Linked DNA regions of Mus musculus: regions 1 and 3 are each linked to region 2. Evidence: chromatin contacts called from public HiChIP or PLAC-seq data. All regions are on one chromosome and are shown on one strand. Each heading gives the region's core, a stretch centred on a gene start, on an enhancer-like site or on the middle of the called end of the contact. The rest is flanking DNA. Distances are from core to core; before and after follow the strand shown. Region 1 overlaps Gm1587 (predicted gene 1587). Region 2 holds the start of Enox1 (ecto-NOX disulfide-thiol exchanger 1). Region 3 has its middle 21 kb from the start of Gm30467.

Region 1 (2,700 bases), core at 99-2,598, 640 kb before region 2:
CCCCACCACAGATTTACATATTTACAATGAACACACACACACACACACACACAATTATTTTTAAAGAATGGTAGTAACTTGCAGTACAGTGTCTTAGTGTTTGGGATGGTAGGGATTGCTGGAAGTATGAGGTCATTCTGAATCGCATAATGAGTTCCAGGCCAGCTCGGGCTACAGTCTGAGACCCTGCCACAAGAAATAAACCAAGAAAAAGCCCAAATGAAAGAATTGAGACACAAATACAGGATGCAGACATACTTCTGAATTTCAGAGCAGCTGAAATAGCGTAGAGCCAGAATCACAAAGCACACTACATGTCATCCAGTACTCGGGAGGCAGGGCAGAAGGGTTGGGGGTGGGGTACACATTGGAAAGGGCAGCCTTGCTACATAGCAAAACCCTGTCTCAAAACACAAAACAAAAATATTAATATAATAATGCTCCACATAACCCCTGGGACATAGTTGTACTCTAGGAGAAAGAAGTATATGTAAAATTCAAATTTAATTTGACATTTCATAGTTTGGCTTGCTAACTCTGACAACTCATGGATGTTGCAAACACAAGCACTTTCCTAGCCAGCCCAATTCTCTGATGGCCCTGATCTATATCTCACTATATCTGCTGTTCTGGAGCTTAAAACAGTCTGGAGACCTGACTTTGGGGGACCAGAATGGCAGCAGTGTGAGGCTAAGAGGGTAAAAGGCAATGTATGTGAGATGGGCTGGAACTTTAACAAGGACCCCAGCAGTGTTGTCTGTGTGCTGCCAGCAGGCCAGCTGGGCAGGATGCTGCACCAGGCTTTCTTTCTCTCTTCCCCTTTACTGGTTGAGGGACTCCTTAAGTCCCCCTCAAAGACCGAGGACACAAAAGGAAACCAGCAAGATTTTTTCCTTTCCTTAATGCCAGGCCCTGGAGAGCTGGCTTGCTTTTTCTTCTAAAATGCCAAGCTGGGCAAGTGGCAAACAGAACCACTCCAACCTTCACCCTTTGGGATTGTTTTTAAATATCTGTCTGTTGTAGCCAGCTTAGAATCTAGCTCTGTCTGCAAACCAGTAGAGGACACGCTTTATTGGAAGGGGCATTACTGTGAGCGCTGTGTGTCTTGTGGTGGTTTTCCTACACTGCATACTATTCTCAAGTTACAGATTCAGGGAGAGGTCCACTCAGGCTGTGAGGTGTTCAGAACCTGCTTTCAAACCCAGGACACTATTGTCTGCCCAAGGAACCAAATCTATTGCCAAGTGCGTACTAGGTTGTCATCCTAACTTGTCCTTTAGCGCTCATGAGGGGTGGACTCTTTTTGAGGAAGTAGTTCTGAGAAGTACCTCCCTCCTTGGAGATCTTTTCCTTCCTTCCTGAGCTATAGGACTTCCCCATGTGTGATGTGGGGAAAAGCCATTCATTTTTTCTGTGTCCTCCTAAGTGCACGAGGTCCTGAAGAACTGAGCCAAAGTTCCTCTTTCTACCAAGCGTTTCCCTTGCCAACATCAGTAACACCCACATCTCACAGCAAATCAACAAACACCCTCCATTGGAAGCAGCGTGAGGATGCCTTATCTGAAATGCTTGGAGCTTCAGAGCTGAGGGGGGAAAAATTAAGACTTAGAATCATTGAATACACAGTGTGATAGTTTGAGTGCTCAGAAAGTTTTAGATTTGGGTGTTGTTCGGACTTCAGATTAGGGATATTCAATTTTACTATTCTTAATTCTCTTTTCCACGAAGTCTGAAGAGAAAAAAAATAAACTAATGAGAGTTGGAGAGATGGCAGAATTGTCCCGCCTTACCTTCTCACCCAAGCTTCTTATCCTACAGCCGAGAAGAACATGTGGTCAATGAAGCTCTTCCTGGAAGTAGACAAGGCATTTCCCAGAATCCTACTTCCAAGAAGAAGCTCTGGGATCCTGCGTCATCCCATGCTGTGCCTTCCTCTTTGTGACCAAGTGCTGAAGCTTTGGCTGAGGTATAGGGACAGGCATAGCTGTGAGGCCTGGGTGGAGGCCTGGGGAAGTCTATAAATGGAGATTACAGCATTCAAGCCGCTTCAATCCTTGTGTTCTGCAGATCTTGGGCCCTTGGAGGGGGTTTATGACTAACCGTGATTGCCTGCTCCCTCAGATCTCACACAGGTCGTTTTTCTTACCAGTCCCATCTGGGGTGACTATGCCAGTATCTTTGCTGACAGAGTTGAATTTGGTCTGTGTTTCGATTGCACAAGAACAAAGCCTGCACTGTAGGAACAACTGTCTCGAGGGCACATCCAGAGCAGGCAGAGTTTCCCTCTCTCTCTCTTGTGTTCCTCTCTTTATTGCTTCCGTTCCTGTACATATTTCAGTGATGTCAGGATTTGGAATGGCTCTACCTTGAGGGGAGCCAAGAAATCCTGAGTGTGTGTGTGTATGTGTGTGTGTTCATGTGCATGAGAGTATATACTGGCAAGACCAAAGCAGTTTGATGTATATCAGCCTGGCTGTTTATTGATCCCATGGAGGTAAAGAAACAGATTGGAATCTCCTGGCTGTAAGAAATATAACCCTTGACCAGCTGCAGCCATTTTTCTGTCTCCTCTGGCCAAAACAAAACAAAAACATTCATTTAAAACTTCTCACCTGGGAAGCACTTGTTAAGAGTATTTCATGCAAATGTGTAAGTTTCTTGGGCTGGACTTGCAATTCAGATCAGGAAAAAAAAAATGGT
Region 2 (2,700 bases), core at 1-2,500:
TTTGAAGGAATGATACTAGCCGGATTACATACACTGGGATGTGTATGCCATAGAGCTGGGTTTCCCCACCTGTCGACCCCACTTCCCCCATGTGCTCGCTGCGGGATGACAACCACAACACTCCAGAACCACCCCCTCCAAGGAGGCGGGGTTATGAGATCAACCAATCAGAGCCCGCGATCCCGGGTGTCCAACCTATGGGGTGGCCGTGGCCATGCAGGGGTAGGACATAGGGTGGTCCGGGAGGGGCCGCGTCCGTGGGAGGAGTGCACGTGTCCAGAGAGGCGGGGAACCCGCGGGCGTCCAGCTGCCGAGGCGCCGGCCGGGTGTCCAAGTCCGGCTGCCCAGTGCGGTCTTGGACTGGGAAAGGCAGGCGATCGCCCGCAGAGGAAGACCTGTCCTTGTGTCCAGTTCCCAGCGAGAAGGAAAGACACAAATAACAACAATAGTACCTCGCGCAGATCGGGCAGAGAGGAAAGTTTCTGGCCCGCGCCAGAGTAGAGAACGCCAAGGCAGGGAGATGCTATGCAAGACAGGAGGAGGACACTATGGGAAGAACGGAACAACCGGAGGGCTGCGCGGGCAGGACAGGGTCCCGGGTGCGGTCCCCGGGAGGCGAGCGGCGGGGTGCGCTGTCCAAGGTGCAGGGGAGGCGGTTGGTGCGTGGTAGGCGCGGAGCCCGAGCGGACTCTAGCCGGCCAGCGATAAAAAAGAGCGGAGTACATCTGTGTGGGGCGCTGAGCACCCCCGGCTCATAAAAGTGCGGGAGCCCGAGGAGCGTCGGGGAAGGGCGCAGGGGGCTCCCCCACACCGCTGCCTTCCAGCCTCACCTCCAGCTCCGCTCCCCTCCCCCCTCGCCCACTCCCCTCGGTGCCTTGTTCCCCGGCCACGACGGGGGCGGGACCGGGAACCCCCCATGGGCGGCGAGTCCCTACGCCCCGGGGATGCTGCGGGCCGCGGAGCCGCTTACCTGGGGCCGCGGTGCGGGGATTCGAGGCAAGCGAGCGCCGGGCGCGGCGCGGCTCCTCCTTGCCTCGGCGTCTCCTCCCGATCGCGCTTCTGCCGGACTCTGTCCAGGGCGCCGAGCAGCCAGACCCGGCTAGACTGCAGCCTCCGCTCGCGCCGCCGCTGCTGCCGCAGACAGAGGACGCCCCGTGGCGGCTGGAAGCCTGTGTGAGTAGCAGCGCCCGGGAGAGTGGGATCTGCTCAGGGGCGCTGGAGACTCCGCGGCTCGGGGCGCGCGGGCGTGCGCACGCGCGCCTGAGAGTGTGAGTGAGTGTGCGCGCGCGCGCCCAGGAGTGGGGGGAGTCGCGAGGGGCGGGGGAGCGAAGCGGAGAGATGCTCGTAGGGACCGAGGCAAAATTCGTCGCCCCCGGAAATCCGTAAAGCGGTGAAAGGATGGGCGGCCTGTCTGGCCCGAAGAAGCGACTGGCCCGGCGGAGAAACCAGATGAGAGGCGGCGTGGCGCGCTCGAGCTCCGGATCCCGGCCGATCTGGAGCCGGAGGAGCGCTCTGCCACTGATGCTGCACAAGTGGTGCCCACGGCCGAGGATCGCGCTATTCCCTCGGGGGAGGAGCTGAGGCGACTCGCTCGTGCCACTGCTGCCAGTTTGAATTTCTAGGCTGGACGTTCAGGGACTGGTCTTGGTACCCCATGGTTGCCATGGCGACCTTGAAGGCGCCAGGCAGGCGACCGGGGTGCGGGGGGGAACTCGGTGCGTGCAGTGGACTCCAGGATGCTGAGATGCACTGCTCAACCCGGCGCTGTCTAAGGTTGAGCCTGGGCACAGAGGTTTTACCCAGGGTATTAGGATGCCTCAGTGGTGGTTGGGATCGCTCCAGATGAAAATGTTACCTTTTTGTTCTCCTTGGAAGCCACTTTCCCTCAAAGTTAGCCACCTCCATATAGAAGTATTGGCCCTCTCTTTGTTAGGATTCTGCCAACTGTCCCGATACACAAGTAACTCAAAGCAAGCTGAGAACACCTTCATCACCGAGCGCTCTAACACCTTAGAGATTATGACTAAATCCCACTTATCTGTCCTATTCCTGAAAGGTACATCGAGCTGTTGGTATAGTTTTCCATGCTTACTTTAAATAAGCAGACTTTATTCACCCAAGAATTCCTTCCAGGAGTGTAAGGTCCGTGTTGCAGTTGTCATGCTCTTCTTGGCAGGAATCCTCAAGAGCGGGTTAGGGTTTGCACTTTTGCCTGCCCTCCAAGACTTGCACAGCGCCCCTGTACACTGTGTGTTCTCTATAAATGTTGAATGAATGACATTGTTTTCTAGCTTCACATATCCTGAAGGCAGAAACTCAGATGGTGGGAATGTCATTACCATCCCACTAGGCTTGCTTGATTTAAACGTATGCCAGTTCCCTGTGTGAAAGACTATTTTTCCCCTCGGGCTGCCAGGCCCCAGTGCAAAGAAGGAACATAGGAGAAGACTGACCCATTGTGCAAATTTACCAAAAGATTCACGAAAAGAGCACTCAGAAAGGAACTTGGTGGTATAATCTGCCTGAGCAAAGGATAAAGATCCTGGGGACACCTAACCTTCTCAAAAAAGGTCCAAGTCACCGAGTTGCAGATACTTGGCAGTTTCTACACTCCCTTCTACAGAAAAGGATAGGAAAGGAGGTGTTAAATCTGTCTGCCTCTAGATGCTGGTCAGAAGCAAGCTTTTCTCTTGTCAGGAA
Region 3 (2,795 bases), core at 230-2,729, 600 kb before region 2:
TACACATTGAAGCTTTACATTCAAGGCATCTCATCTTTGGAATCCAGAGTTCCTACCCTCCCAACCTCTCCCTAATTGCCAGTTTCTTTACCTTTCCTCTGTCTCTTTAAGGAAAAGTCCTTGAGATGATGTTATTGTTACTGTTATTGCTTTGAGTCAGAATCTTGCTATATAGTCCTGATTGGCCCAGAACTCACTATACAGACCAGACTGGTCTCAAATTTACACTGGTCCTCTTACCTCTGCCTCCCAAGAATTGGGACTATAAGTACTCCCCACCACGCTAGTCTTTGGAGTTTTCCCCTGCATCAAAAATCTCAAGTATAGCATTTATAAATATTAGACTTATTTATTTTATGTGTTTGAATGATTTGCCTACATGTATGTATGTGTACCACATGAGTGACTAGTACTAAAGGAAGTCACAAAAGGGTGTTGGGTCCTTTGAATCTGGAGCTACAGATGGTTATGACCCACCATCAGTGTGCTGGAATCAAACCCAACTCGTTGCAAGTGCCACAAGCACTCCTAACCACTGAGCCATCCCTCCAGCCCCTAAATACACTGTTTTAAAAAGATGGTTCTAAAATGAACTCAGTTTGCAGCTTTCTCTGGTGAAGTCTCCCTGTTTCTACGTTGATGATAATCAATTGTAACAATCAGAAATGTTTTTCCATCTATTTGAGAAAGGATCTCTCTGCATTGTCCTAGCTGACCTGGTCCTTACTGTGTCACTCAGGCTGAACTTGAACTTCTGGTGTTGCACTGGCCTTTGCCTCCTCACCATGGATTAGAGGTGGTCACCACCATTAAGGACTCATAATTTCTTTCATTTTCTTTATGTATGTTTTGACTGTGTGTATGTCTGTGTGCTATGCGTATGCCTGGAGACCCTAGAGGTCAGAAGAGGTCATCAAGGCACTGAAACTGGAATTATGAATGGCTATGAGCCATCATATAGGTGCTGGGAATCAAACCCAGGTCCTCTGAAAAAGCAACAAGCATTCTGAACCACAGAGCCATCTCTCTAGACCCAATCAAAACATTAAAATGGATGCTAATAACAAAAATGGCTAACAATTGCCATTGGCCTGTTTCATTTATAGTTTATAAGATGTTTTCAAAGTTCTTATTATTCCATTAAAAGGCAATTCCTTCTTCTGTTTACACTTGGAAGGTTTACAGTGTGTACATGTGGTGTCGCTTTATGTGGCTCTGTGATGCTCCCGAAGGCTCCACAGGAGACAAGGCCAGGATCAATTTGTAGACAAGGTCATTGGCATAGCGTCTATTGATCCTGAGCCCTGGGCTGGAAGCTCCTGACATGGGGCCACCATGACAAGATATTACAGTTGTCTTGTCTCAGTGAAGACAAGTATTGGATTTCTGAAAATTCAGAGAAAGGATAGGCTTGTCTTCCTCTGGGATCATTGGGTAATTTCTCAGCATGTCCACAGCCCAAGCAGAATTGAGCCTCTGACGAATCACACTGAACATCTGCAGCTCAAGCAGGAGGAAATCTAAACAAAGAATCCACTACCTCTAAGTACACAGCCTTTTTCTTTTTAAGAACTAATTCATGGTACACATTTCCGTACACCTTCCAAGGCTCATCTTTCCTTCCCTGGACCCTCTATATCTTAGTAAATCAAAGATCCACTGACAGGAGTAACTGCATTCAGTGGAAGAGCTTGCTTCACCCACTTCACCAGGAGAAGCCATTTATATTTTGTGCACATATGCCTGTACATCCATTTGATATTGCAAACCAGCAAATAACAGCAGCACCTCTAGAGCCATGCAGAGGCTAATGGGTCAGGTGGCCTAGTGAGGAAGACAAACGAGGATCATCTTGTGAAGTCATTAAATGGATTTTTCCTTAGCAGCAGCTGCCTGTGGCTGCAGGCGGCTCAGGTTTAGGGCTTGAGCTAAGCCTGTGCTTACCGCATCAAGCATCACCAGCTCACCATTGCATGGATCTTCACTTTCTGGGGCACCCTGCCTTAACTGTGGTGGGAAGACACCAGAAGTCCAGGTCATGGACCGGTTATCACCCACACTTTTCAGGCTGGCCCAGAAGAGTCATTGAAAGGGGACACTCTCAGGAGTGTCCTCAAGAATCTCACCGCTGTCAACTTTTAACACACTACAGTGTCATTGCATTTCTTTTCAGTGCTAGAGATTAAACTCAGGGCCTTGCACATGCTAGGCGACTGCCATCTCACCGAGCTTCATGCCAACCTCCCTGCTTTATAGAGAAAGAAAGTGTATTTTCTTGTAGATTGGACTCATGGTTGAGGCCCCTGTAATGAAAGACAGATTAACAAAAGACCAGGAAGCATATATTTAGAAGTTTAATATGTCATAGGAGCTTCCCTAAGGAAACAGGGACTCAAAGAATTGGTTAAACCTGAATTTTTTTTCTTTTAATGGCAGGCTTGTTTGGAGCGGAGAGTCATGGAGATATGTCAGAGGATAAAATGTATGGCCTAGTGGTAATACCCTAGGTGGGTGGTTAGCAAGACCCATGTGTCCAAGGTATTCACGTTTCTATATCTTTGAAGGTACAGGTGTTATTTTCTTGGAGGATAAGAAGGTCACCTCTCCCAGGAGGTTCTTGTGACAACTTTCACAGGAAGAATAGGAAATATTCCCTGGGTCAGCTGACCTGCTTTAGGGGGGAAAGGTGGGGGAAGGTAGCAGGGACCAACCTGACTCCGAAGTTTTATTTATTTCATTTTAATTTTTTTGAAATTAAAATATTACATCATTTCCCCTTTCCTCCCTCCAATTCT

The links. HiChIP or PLAC-seq counts read pairs in DNA pulled down with a chosen protein or histone mark.
Region 1: an H3K4me3 HiChIP or PLAC-seq map of bone marrow-derived macrophages shows a contact between it and region 2, with 5 times the contacts expected there. The contact joins the enhancer-like site here to the promoter of Enox1 in region 2. A contact is called at or near these places in 17 of 39 promoter capture datasets (the HPC-7 cell line, HPC-7-derived erythroid cells, cranial neural crest and 11 more), 3 of 15 datasets of contacts at CTCF or cohesin (the NIH/3T3 cell line, large pre-B cells and pro-B cells), 5 of 484 Hi-C or Micro-C datasets (B cells, bone marrow-derived macrophages, embryonic stem cells and 2 more) and 17 of 115 datasets of contacts at active chromatin or transcription factors (the NIH/3T3 cell line, astrocytes, bone marrow-derived macrophages and 11 more).
Region 3: a contact with region 2 is called in an H3K27ac HiChIP or PLAC-seq map of SST interneurons, with 4 times the contacts expected there. The contact joins the enhancer-like site here to the promoter of Enox1 in region 2. A contact is called at or near these places in 16 of 39 promoter capture datasets (the C10 cell line, cranial neural crest, embryonic stem cells and 10 more), 1 of 15 datasets of contacts at CTCF or cohesin (pro-B cells), 2 of 484 Hi-C or Micro-C datasets (bone marrow-derived macrophages and embryonic stem cells), 17 of 115 datasets of contacts at active chromatin or transcription factors (the NIH/3T3 cell line, SST interneurons, bone marrow-derived macrophages and 9 more) and 3 of 9 other capture datasets (embryonic stem cells, liver and macrophages).

Annotation. Positions count from the first base shown.
Region 1 is chr14:77,794,144-77,796,843 of GRCm38.p6, reverse strand. Gm1587 (predicted gene 1587) reads left to right here. Exons shown (of 3, transcript NR_157389.1): 3 at 1,819-2,700. Among named protein-coding and RNA genes, the nearest start is that of Gm1587, 3.5 kb to the left of the region's middle. Within about 2 kb of position 1,348, at least 41 of the 459 cell types and tissues checked have an H3K27ac peak or open chromatin away from gene starts, as enhancers often do. A contact at or near this core is called in bone marrow-derived macrophages, where this site is marked.
Region 2 is chr14:77,155,313-77,158,012 of GRCm38.p6, reverse strand. Enox1 (ecto-NOX disulfide-thiol exchanger 1) reads right to left here and starts at 1,250. Exons shown (of 19, transcript NM_172813.3): 1 at 971-1,250.
Region 3 is chr14:77,758,560-77,761,354 of GRCm38.p6, reverse strand. No RefSeq gene overlaps it. Among named protein-coding and RNA genes, the nearest start is that of Gm30467, 21 kb to the left of the region's middle. Within about 2 kb of position 1,479, at least 1 of the 459 cell types and tissues checked has an H3K27ac peak or open chromatin away from gene starts, as enhancers often do. A contact at or near this core is called in SST interneurons, where this site is marked.